Linked DNA regions of Sus scrofa: region 1 is linked to region 2. The links are chromatin contacts, called in public HiChIP or PLAC-seq maps. All regions are on one chromosome and are shown on one strand. The core of a region is the stretch at or near the end of the contact, and the rest is flanking DNA. Distances in the headings are between cores, read along the strand shown.

The links. HiChIP or PLAC-seq counts read pairs in DNA pulled down with a chosen protein or histone mark.
Region 1: a contact with region 2 is called in an H3K27ac HiChIP or PLAC-seq map of alveolar macrophages. The contact joins two enhancer-like sites. A contact is called at or near these places in 1 of 47 Hi-C or Micro-C datasets (embryonic fibroblasts) and 2 of 2 datasets of contacts at active chromatin or transcription factors (alveolar macrophages and skeletal muscle).

What each region holds. Positions count from the first base shown.
Region 1 is chr9:72,682,988-72,689,374 of Sscrofa11.1, reverse strand. All of the region lies in intron 3 of CDK6 (a long non-coding RNA gene), which reads left to right. Among named protein-coding and RNA genes, the nearest start is that of CDK6, 79 kb to the left of the region's middle. Within about 2 kb of position 4,049, at least 13 of the 83 cell types and tissues checked have an H3K27ac peak or open chromatin away from gene starts, as enhancers often do. A contact at or near this core is called in alveolar macrophages, where this site is marked.
Region 2 is chr9:72,558,735-72,564,712 of Sscrofa11.1, reverse strand. The region is part of intron 5 of CDK6 (a long non-coding RNA gene); the gene reads left to right. Among named protein-coding and RNA genes, the nearest start is that of FAM133B, 58 kb to the right of the region's middle. Within about 2 kb of position 3,437, at least 27 of the 83 cell types and tissues checked have an H3K27ac peak or open chromatin away from gene starts, as enhancers often do. A contact at or near this core is called in alveolar macrophages, where this site is marked.

The DNA.
Region 1 (6,387 bases), core at 2,800-5,299, 120 kb before region 2:
AGATATCAGCATTCTCCAGCCTGACCTTCCCTCTTGCTCTAAATGCATACGAATCGACCAACCATTAGATGTCAGGTCACCAAAACATCGCCCAAAAATCCTTCACGCAAATTCAAGCCTTCCCCATCTGCCTGGTTGCTTGAGCCCCAAACCTAAGCATCCATCTAGGTTCCTTTCTTGTTTTCACAATCTTCAGCTAATCCCTTAGCAGGTTACTTTTGGTTTTATCCTTAAAAGATAACCCCAAGCTGACTGCTTCTCAATGTCTTTGCCACTAAAACTTTAGTCCAGCCCATCTCATCAGCTTCCTAACTTAATATGCTGCTTCCACTCATGCCCCTTTGTAGATTATCCTCTGGATAACAACCAGAGGAGCCCCATTAAAGCATAAATAAAAGTCTTACTGCCCTGCTGAAAACTTTTCTCCAGTGGTTTCCAGTGACCTGTAGGTAAAATCACAAGTCCTATAGGATCTAGCACTGTTCCCGCCACCCGCCTTCTCCCCAAGATGATCTGCCTCTGCTCACTTGGTTTACTGCTCTTGAGCCACACTTGATTTCTTTCTGTCCCTCTTCCATGCTTCCAGCTCAGTGCAGGTACTTATTGTTCATTCTTTCTGGAATGTTCCACGCTACTCCCTCCCAAGCCCCACAAGTAGGGTGCCTATTTTCTATCTTTTTTTGTTCCATTTTTTAAAGTTTATTGAAGTATTGTTGACTTAGACGGTTTTGACCATTTCTGATGTACAACAAAGTGATTCAGTCATACATATACATACAGCCATACTCTTTCAGATTCTTTTCCCACGTAGATGATCACAGAATACTGAGTAGAGTTCTCTGAGCTCTACAGCAGGTGCCGTTGGCTAGTCATTCCATATACTTGAGTGTGCATGTGCCAGTCCCAAACCCCAGTCCACCCTTCCCTCTCACCTGTTCCCTTTGGTAATCATAACGTTTTCAAAGTCTAAGAGTCTGATTCTGTTCTGCAGATAAGTTCATTTGTATCCTCTTATTAGATTCCACATAGAAGTAGTATCATATGATGGTGTGTCTTTCACTGCCTAATTTCACTTAGGGTGCCTGTTTTTCATCATTCCAACCCCGACTCATGTCCTATCCTCAGGATTCCTTCTCTGACCATGTCACCCTCTGTGTCACCTCTTGCTCCACACCTCCTTACTGTGGACCACATTACTCAGTGTTGTCCCGTTTTATCTTCCACACAACACTGAGCTGAAATGATCTCATTCATTTTTTTAACATTTGTTGTTTTATCTTTCCCACCTGGAAGTTTAGAGCTTTGAAGTTAGGACTCTAGTTTATTGCACTATCCCCTGTACTGTCTGAAATATTCGAGGACCCTCGGCAAACATGTGTTGGCAACTATCCATTGATGCCTACATTTTGGAGTTCGTCAGCGGGTTACTTACATAAGCACCTACATTCCCATCATACAAGTGAGGAAGTTGTACTTTTTCAAGTATAGATGCATATATATAGTATATATGCATATAGATGGATTCATATACACATATATAGTAGAAGGTGAAACTATGCCATATCTCAGCATATCTACTTGGCTCTTTCTTCATGATGGGCAAGGACACTGTGCGCTTTATCCATGTTGTAACTAAGAATGTACTTGGTTGGCTTGGTTTAGATATAGTCTAAAACCAATAACTAACCTCCGCTAAAAGCATAAGGTGTTTTCTCCTTTAATATAATACTGACTTAAGTAAAGTCCAGAAATTCTTCTCTTTCAATGTTGGATTCTACTAAATGTGTTTTATACTAAGGATGTGAAACCAAGTCCAATGAAGAGATTGGTAAATGCTGTGAATTTTAAAACTTTTCTTTTCTTGGGGGCTTATAACTAAAAGATAATGCAGTAGTGACACCTCTTTTAAAATTCAGAGATGAGTTTATCTATTCACCATTGTATGCACAGTCTTTCCCACTTCTACATGGGAAGTGGCAGTTTCAAAGAGTTAAGTTAGTTTGAAAAATCTAATTGGAAATACTCTCCTGTATTTATCTACTTGGATTTTTTATCATTCTTATCCAGAAAATGTACCCGTGTGATTGTGGAGTTTGGAAGGTAAGAAAGAACCTTCTTCTAGAGCCGTTGCTAATGACCTACACTCACTAAATTATAAATTAGTGAAAGGCATCTGGAGAAGGTATCTGTCACTTATCTAAGATGGTATTGCCTTCCTCATTCCTAAGCAAGGTGGAAAGGATTAATCACTCCCTTCATTGCAGTTAAAAATCATTATTGGTTCTACTGAATATTTGTTAAATGAATAAGTGCTTTCACAAACTGTTGTGCAGTGAAGCCTTAAAAACTCCATAAAGGTAGTTATGAGACTCAAATATCTCCAGCAAATGAAATAGTGTTGCAGTTGTTCTCATTCTCCTCTTCCTCGTTCTCATCATCACTCTCAAAGAGGAAAAGTCTCCAGAAAGATTGACTCCAGTAGAAAATCAAGTGAGGAGAGTTTGACCTGAATAATTTGGATTAGTATATCTAAATCAGGGCCTTGATGCCAAGCATCTGGACACTCTTTTTTTAAAGGTTTATTGAAGTGTAGTTGATTTACAATGTTGTGATGATAATTTCTGCTGTACAACAAAGTGACTCAGTTATACATATACACATTCTTTTTCAGAGTCTTTTCCCACATAGATTATCACGGAATATTGGGTAGAGTTCCCTTTGCTATACAGCAAGTTCCCATTGGCCAATCATTGCATACACTCAATGTGCATATGCCAATCCCAGACCCCCAGTCCATCCCTCCCACCACCTGTCCCCTTGGGAACCGTGAGTTTTTGAAGTCTGTGAGCCTGTTGCTGTTCTGCAAATAAGTTCATTTGTGTCCTTTTTAAAAGATTCCATATATAAGTAATATCATATGGTTGTCTGACTTCACTTTTTATAATAATCTCTCAGTCCATCCATGTTGCCGTAAATGAATGGCATTATTTCATTCAGACACTGTGACTCTCTCTCTCTCTCTTTTTTCTTTTTTTTTTTTTTTTTTTGTCTTTTTAGGTCCACACCTGTGGCATATGGAAGGTCCCAGGCTAGGGGTCCAATCGGAGCTGTAGCCTCTGGCCTACACCACAGCCACAGTAACGCCAGATCCAAGCCACATCTGCAACCTGCACCACAGTTCAGGGCAACACCGGTCAGGGATTGAACCTGCATCCTCATGGATGTTAGTCAGTTTGTTAACCACTGAGCCACGACCGGAACTCCCGGTCACTGTGACTCTTGAAGTCCTAGGAAGTAAAAGAGAATTCCTCGAATATTAGAAATGATCAAGTATAAATCTAATCTTTAACAACTCTAGCTACTCCCATACACTGGAAGCCTAATTGTGATGCCTGGAAGGTAGACTAAACCCAAGCAAATTTTGCAAAAATGAGTCACCTTTGAATAAAGGGTTAATGAAATTAGGTTAAATATAATCTCTGTGTTTCTCCAAGTGTGGTCAGTGAATCAGCTGTATAGTCACCACCTGGGATGCTCATTGAACGCTACAGCCTTGCCCTAATGCTAATCCTGAACATGAGCTCGGAAGGGAGTTTCCAGTAAGTCCCCTCTGATGAAGCTTATAGAGACTACTGTTTGAGAAATACTCTCCTACAGTTTGACATATGACCCTACTTGGAAATGGCAAAATGTCTGAGATGACTCAGAACTTTGGAATATTTACTTGCCTGTGCGTAGGTGGCCCCAGCCATTCAGAAGACTCTCATCTAAGCCCAGGTGAATCAGGTGTGGCATTTTAACTGAAGTTGTCCGTATATACTTGTGTAAAAGTACCGATGTTTTTATTCTTTAAGATGGTCTATTGGAAAATGCGAACTCATAAATATGAATTAAAGAAAAGACTCTTAGGAACATGAGAATTCTAACTAGAAATTCCTAAGCCACCCAGAAAGCGACTCTTTGGGGAAAAAAAAAAAGTGTTCATGACACATCATTATTTGACCTTTGAAAGATGCTTTTTGTTTCGTTTCACTTAATGTTCTCACAGTTCTCTGTGATCCTCAATTAGTAAACTATTACCAGACTTGCAAGTGTAACTGGTCGGAATTCCTAACCCTGTTTTATTGATGAGGAACCAAAACCATATGAAACTTAAGTGGATCATAGACCCAGAGTTTTAGCACAGACTCCAGCTGTGGCCAAACACAGCATTCAGGTAGTCACTTTAAGGCACCTGTATCTGAAAGTATGAGTGCTTAGCATTTCTTCCACTTGTGGTTCTAAGCCTTTAACAAATATAAGCAAGTAGCTTTGTTGGTTTTTGTATTTACCATTGCTCTCAGCTGTCCCTGACCATACTTGTTCATTTTTCCTTTCTTGGACAAAACCAAAGAAATATTTATCATTCTACTCTAGTATAGTCACACCGCTTCTAGATTGGAAAGCTAAAATAGAACATAGCAGGGAGTTGGGGACCATAGGGCGTAGGAGCTTTCACTCCGAATTAAGTTTAGGAACTGCAGCATTAAAAGTTTAAGTCTCCATTGAGCCATCAGGTACCAATTGATCCAGAAACACATATCCTTAACTGAAGTTGTCCTATGAATATGTTAATTCTGTGATTATGCTGGAACACTTAATGAACTTTTAAATTTCACTAATATGTCTCAAAATGTTCAAATCTGGAACTGAGAAATTCACCATCCCTCATATCCGAAGACTGAAGTATTTGCTGAATCAAAGGTGGTGTAAAAGTCACAGGTGGGGGCCCTGCTTCTCTCCTCCCCTTCCCGCTATAAAAATGTGTTCCAGGTCAAGGAGGTTGGGTACAGAAAGAGGGAAGACATAGATTGGTGGTAAAAAGAGAAAAATTTGAGGAGTTCCAGTAGTGGCTCAGTGGTTAATAAATCCGACTCGGAACCATGAAGTTGTGGGTCTGATCCCTGGCCTTGCTCAGTGGGTTAACATGAGCTGTGGTGTAGATTGCAGACACAGTTGGGATCCTGCATTGCTGTGGCTCTGGCGTAGGCTGGTGGCTACAGCTCCGATTAGACCCCTAGCCTGGGAACCTCCATATGCCACAGGTGCAGCCCTAGAAAGGACAAAAAGACAAAAAAGAAAAAAAGAAAAATTTGACTTAATGGGTTCCAGGAAAAAAGGAGAGATTTAATTACCCTCAGTAACAGCTCCCCCTAAATTATCTCTTTTAAAAGTACTTGATGCTCAGTGTAGAGATGTGAAACATCACATTACTAACTCTTGTTCCCCCGTTATGATTCTTACTCTAGTCATAGCAATTTATCTTGTAAACCCGAAGTCCTTTAGTGTTTCCACCAGATAGTAAAGATGGCTAGATTCACATCTTTAGTGCAAAACTGCATGAATCCGAATAAATGAAATTCAAGGGCATAAATATTGGTTAGGTTTTGTCTTTGACATCATCTATTCTAAATGTTGCCACTGTACTAACATCCTTGGATATGCATCTTGTCATTGCTGTAGGATCTTGATTAAAGAAAAAAAAAAAAAAAAACACCACTTAGGAGCTGGGAAGAAAGTGAAATATAAATTACATTAGACTGAATTAAGGAAAGAGCTGCATTTTGGTGTCTTCCCAAGCAGAGAGATTTATGAAAGCATCACACACCAAGAAAAAAGGACTTCTTTCCTTTTCTGTTTCAACTCCATCACTTTCACCACCACGGTTTCACAGGACTTCTTACTTTATTTATCACCAAGATCCATAATTAACATATGGTTCATGTTATTGATTTCTTAGGTTTCAAAGTAAAATAAATTGAGCTTTCTTCCACATTTAGAATATACAGTTTTTTTAAGGAACTCTAAACAAAGGCATGCATTATTTGTAAGTTAGAGAGCAGCTGCCAGAAAACAGAAAATTAGGAATGGAGTCATGGGTGAAATAATGGAGATACTGTTCAGAGGTAACCCTTTGTACAGCAGGAAATTTTCCTTAGAAAAGAGACAGCTGAGTTTGCTTGTAAATTTTGCTAGAAACAGGCCTGATTTAGCAACATTTCGTGCTGGTTAGGAGGCTGAAGACAGCATTTCAGCTTTGGATACAGAGCAAGTTCTCTCTTTCATGGTTTTGTATAAAGTCTAAACACTTTATAGTTTTAAAAGGTATGTGTATATGAGGGGGTGGTACTATTAATTTTTTAATGCATAGAATAATATATCAAATGTCAGATCTGGAGGTAGAGAAGAATTTTCTAAGGATAAAACGGAGTTATCTCAAAGGAAACCATTCAGAGATTAGACTGCAAAAAAATTTAACTTAAAATATTATAAAGGCAAATAAAATATTTGTCAAGTACAATAAAGGCGAATAAAATATTTGTCAAAAATACAACAGAGGTTTAATAT
Region 2 (5,978 bases), core at 2,188-4,687:
AGAAGCTCACTTCTAAAACCATGAACAGGCACAGTTTCTAATGAGTTTGAAATCTTATTATCTTGTGTGCCCTCAGCAAGACAGAAACTGCATATCAGGTGAGGCTTCAGTCACCGTATTTTGCAAGCCTTTGCTTATCTTTCTTGTGCCGCTGACATGCTGGTAACACAATAGCTTAACAACAAGATAAGCCTCATCTTTTATCTTTTTTCCTGTGTGGCTGTGTTAGGGAATGATGGTTTTGTTGGCCTTTGAAAGGCAGGAAAGGGCAAAGCCCCGTGATGCCATGTCTTTGGCATTGCATTACTTCATTAAGAGAATTACCTTAAAAGCCTGGGAAATACAGCTTAAGATTGATGAGAGCCGGGTGAAAAAAACCTTGATTTCAAACCAGATTAACCAGAACGTCCATCCCCGAAGAGATCCGGTTTTACATCCACCCTTGGGCTCTGTCTACCCTTTTCTCCTCTTTTTCCTTCCACCACGCAAGTGCTTTTGGACATAGGAGTGGACGATTTGCTTTCCATGCCAAACCTCATGAAATGGGATTTGTCTTCCCTCGCAGACAGGTGGCCAAGCTGTTCCAGAGAGGCCTCTGGCTGCCCACTGGCCTCACTGGATCCACAGCACTGCGGTGGCACAGCATAAGCCACCTATCTGACCCCATGCCCTCACAATCTGGAGCCCACGTGGCAGCCTCAGGTGGTGACAGCTTTGGTCAGGTGGTGTGGAGTTCCCCTGGCAGACGGAGGAGAGCCAGAGAGCAGCTGTCCTGCATCATTTTTGTGTGACAGAGGGAACCTCGAAAATGGCTGCCCCAGTAGTTAGAGGACTGGCTTTCCTCCCTCTGCCTCGGGGTGGATTAGGCCTTGGGAAAGGAGTTTGGGCCTTCTCACTCTGTACACAGTACTTACCGTGGCCTTCTGTGCTTATTCTGTGCACACTTATTATGGGCACCAGAGACAGGTTTCACAAGCCTTTTTCCTATGAGACTAGATTAGTCATGAGGGTTAATTATTCTGTACTTAGAGGAAATATTATGATGGAGAGAAAAATAGGTTTCTGGAAGCCAGGAAATAGAGGGTCTCAGAACATCAAATTGCTCCATAAAGAAAGCACGGGACCAGAGTTCCCGTCGTGGCACAGTGATTAACGAATCCGACTACGAACCATGAGGTTGCGGGTTCAGTCCCTTGCCTTGCTCAGTGGGTTAAGGATCCGGCATTGCCGTGAGCTGTGGCATAGGTTGCAGACGCGGCTCGGATCCCGCGTTGCTGTGGCTCTGGCGTAGGCCAGTGGCTATAGCTCCGATTCGACCCCTAACCTGGGAACCTCCATATGCCACGGGAGCGGCCCTAGAAAAGGAAAAAAAAAGAAAAAAAAAAGAAAGAAAAAGAAAAAGAAAGCAAGCACGGGACCATTTTATTACAGTCTTTGTACACACACACCGAAAAAATAATCATGATTCTCTAAACATCCAAAATGCCCCTTCTTAGCTATGTGTGGCGTCCAGTTCCAACCCCACATATCCTCAGGGAGCGTCCCTTCTTGCAGAGAAAAGCGCAGTTGGATTCTAATAAAAGAAGACCCTGAGTCTTCATGCTGTTGCCTTCAGCTAACGCTGCTGAATTTCTGCTTGTAAGATAATAATGAAATAGCCATTTCCAGAAATGCAAAGAAGGCAGGTCAGAACTCCCCGGTGCTGGCCCTAAAAGCCTTCTGGTTTTGAGTGCCTCAGACCACAGCATTGATAGAAAAAAATTTGGACCCAGTTCCCTGCTTTTGCCTTCCACTCTTCCCCACTAAGGGCCCACATGAAAAGCAAGTGTGGCCTTGTTTTCTCTGGATCCTCTGGGCCCATTTCTTTTCTTTCATCATCTTTCCTAAAGCTGATAGGACAGTTCCACGGGGGAGAAACAACTAGTACACTTGGATGAACTCTGCGAGATGCAAAGAGCATTCGTCTTGTCCCTGATTCTGAAGTGCTTCTTTGTATGGAGGGGGAAAAAAATGAGGATCGTTCTAGACTGGATAGTCAAATCTCATTTGTGTCATATTTGTGATGTTTTGAACTGGGTGGAGAAGGCATTAGTGATAAAGCATATGGGATTGTAAGGCAGTGGTTGACCTGCTTAACAGAACCCGAGTTGTCAACAACCCTTGAAAAGCACTTGAAAATTCCAGTTGTTGCTAAAGATGAAAGAGAAATGAATAGACCTCATCAGCTCTTCCTCTTCTGTGTCATCCTTTAGGTTAAATGTCACCTCCTTAGAGAGGCCTTTCCTAACCACACTGTTCTTCACCAGAGCATCTTATTTTCTTCATAATACTCACCCTTTACAGATTGCTTTCCTTTCTCCGTATCTGAACTATAAGCCCTACAAGATCAGGGACCACATCAGTTCCCTCATTCCTATGTTCCCTGCACTCAGCAGTGAAGAGCCTTCCAGATTCTCAAGATGCTGAAGGAATGAAGGAATACTTGAAGTCCCGTGTGGCAGACTTGTTTCGTGTTCTTAGTGGACTCACGGTTCCTTAGGATCCCTCCATCCCTCTCTTAGATTCAAATAAGCAACACCACTTGGTCTCAACATCCAGCTTACCAGAGTGGTTTCCATTCATTACTTTTTCTTTAAAGAAAAAAAAACCTGGAATTTTTGTTCAGAGTCTCCAATCCACTAACAGTTCCATCTCTGAGGCTGCAGTCTAGTGAAGTGGTTGCAAGCTCTGGCTTTGGAGCATCTAGTTTCATCTCTGTCACTTCTTAGTTGGCTAATGGTGACTCATTATTAACCATCTCTCGACCTCAGTTTCCTCAACTGTAAAATGAGGATATTAATATAGACCTCTCACCTAGTGTTAATCTGAGGTTAAATAAAACAGCACATGTAAAGTAGTGAGTTTTTGTTTCGCACTGCCTATGCTTAGCAAAACTTGGCCACTGTTATTTTTGTTCATACTGTTAAAGTGCCTTGGGGCATCATTTTTCTAGAACAGGATAAGGGGTGACTTCTTGTCAGAGGTAACCCTAGGCATTTGAAGAATTCAGGGTCAAAAATGGAGTTCCTGTCGTGGCTCAGCACAAATGAATGTGACTGGTATACATAAGAACACAAGTTTGATCCCTGGCCTGGCTCAGTGAGTTAAGGATCCAGTGTTGCCATGAGCTGTGGTGTAGGTTGCAAACGCGGCTCGGATCCTGCATTGCTATGGCTGTGGCATAGGCCAGCGGCTACAGCTCAGATTAGACTCCTAGCCTGGGAACCTCCCAATGCCTCGGGTGTGGCCCTAAAAAGACAAAAAAAAAAAAAGAAGAAGAAGAAGAAGAACTCAGAGTCAAAAAACATAGGACCTGTAGTGCTGAGGTTTAGGCAAAGCCTCATGCCTAAGAGCACAAAGTATGAACTTAGGTCACAGCCGACTGGGCAGGATGGCCACATGACTCAATATTGAAGTAGTGACTAATTGTCGCAGGGTTCCTGGTGTCTCTTCCCCTCCACCCCACCACAGTCACCACAAAGGCTAAAACTGATCCAGGAGTCTGGTTAGAGGCTGAGCATACAGTGAGTTTCAGCAAACCCATCTAGCAAGAGTAGAGAAGCCAGACAGGCACTCCAGGTGAGGGCTCTACTAACTGTGACAGGCAGGAATTGGGGACCCCTGTGTCATTGTCCTTAGTACCTCACAGAATCCAGAGTGCAGTCCCCAGGGTGTAATCAGCTGTCAGAGATTCTTGTTTGGAACCACAGGAAGAGGTGGCTCACAACAACTCATAGGGAAACTCCAAACAGTCAGCAGGAAGAAACTCAATCACAGATGAAAATGATTTTGTCCCCCTCATTTTTCTATGCAGTTAATCTGAGGGGGGAAGTGAGGCGACATTCAGCTATGAGACATTTACTGAACAGAATGTACTTTAACTGTTCCCTTTCATTTAGTGGCAGGTTGACAGGACTTGACCAAGAAAAAAAGCAATGACTTGAGCATTTAATGATCTTGCTGGACGTAATTGCCTTTCATACAGATTTGTGAGGCTGATGCTCCCCTTTTCCATCTCGCTTGGAATTCAAAGAGGAGCTCGATTGCTTTTAATGTTTCTGAACCATAGAAAGTCAGTAATCTAGACTTTTTTTTAAAATCTTACATTTAATATAAGATTTCTTTTTTAAATAGTATGCATTGTGTTCTTCATTTAACAAAAGTCGTGTTAGTTTACTGTAAAACTTTTTTTAAAATATGAGTAAAGCGTACAGGATAAGCCTAGAGCATCTTATTGTACCAGAAAGTAAGAAGATGCTAAAAAAAATTATGGTAACATGTCAGAAGTGCACAGGATTCAGCTTAAAGGGAACCATTAGATAATTCTGAAATAATTTGAGCATCAACATATATAATTATAGAAATGGATTAAACCCATTAAATAAAACACAAGTTCGTGAGTCCATACTTAGAAGTGGACAAGTAAATGGCAGAGAAGGGAAAGCTCTTTCTTAATTTAGAATGCCAACTAATAAATATAGATAGAATGGTAGATTTAGAAAAGTATCAATGATGCTAAAACTTTGAGTGAACATATTTTGATGCAGATCAAGAAATTTATATAATGTCAAAAAAGCTCTATAAAATACTTATTTTTCAAGGTGAGGAGAAAGAAGAAGAAAGAAAACCATCAACCAGGAGCCAAGAGATGACCATTAATAATTACTTAACAGGTGTCTTGATTGTTTTGCCTGTATGTTATAATCTTTTGATTTTCTTATTAAATGAGCTCATGCTTTTTGTAACTTGTTTTTCTCATATAAAAAAATCATGATCTTATTTATTTGTATTTAAATATTGGTAGGCAAGTAGTAAATATTTGGTGAGTGAAATTCACAAGCCTTTTTAAAAGCGAGATCGTTATCTGTGTTCTTGTAATTAAGGTTTCCCTCATTCCCACCACTTTTCCCAGGAATTAGGATTAATTCCTAGAAGTGGAATGGTGAGGTAAAGAATATTCTAAACCCTCAAACCTTTGATACCTGGAGCCAAATTGCCCTCCAGAAAGATTTTTCTATTTTATTTTCCCACCAGTGACATATGTATTCATCACATGACTTTCAACACATTTTTAGGGAAAAAGACTGGGATTAATGTGTACACAACACTCAGAGTGGGATCCAACCATTGTTAAATCAGAAAATAATAGTGATTCAGATCCTCTTCTCTCCACAGATAGGTTAGATTCTTTCAGGACCAAAAGATGGGGATCACTAACGGCTTTCCAAAGCCTTTCCTGTTGTATGATGCAGTTTTTGTTAATGCAGAAAGCTCTGATTTCGGATAGAACCTGATTTTAGTGGAGCCACTCGTAGCCCATATGATACGCCTTACCACCCTCTTTTAGTCTTTATCAGAAAACCCTACCACCTGTGCTAGCTCTGGTGCGTCAAAATAAATGAGAAGAAAAGCCTGGACCCTGATTGTGACAGGCCAGCGTGGAGCACCAGCACTGTCAACACAGAGCCTCCTACAGGACCCCTTTGTATGAACCTTGATGCCGGGTCCTTAACCTACGTGAACACCAGCAGCCAGTGCAGCTTCTAGGCCTGACAGTGCAGGATGCACACGCACTCCACGGCAACAGAGCAGGTGCCCCCTTATGCTCACTGGTGTCCATGGCAACCGCACCAGCTGACGTAAGCCTCCAGCTAGTTGGAGCTGGGGTTTGCCTTATCTCTGGATCCATACAGGACACTGATTCTGAAGGAGAACCAAGAAGAGGAGATTCAGAATAGTTCCTCTGGATTCCAAAGATGAGAAATCAGTAAAACTATAAGCATGATGTGGATTTGCTTATATTTTCCCTTTTTTGGCTTCCACTGGCTCACATGTTCTCAAGTGATGACAGTTGGGCTGATTGAGAGCCGTTAGTCAAATCCAGTAATAGTATTAATCTGTGGTTGGAAATGACTGTTAAAGTAAGTGCCAGGCTATTC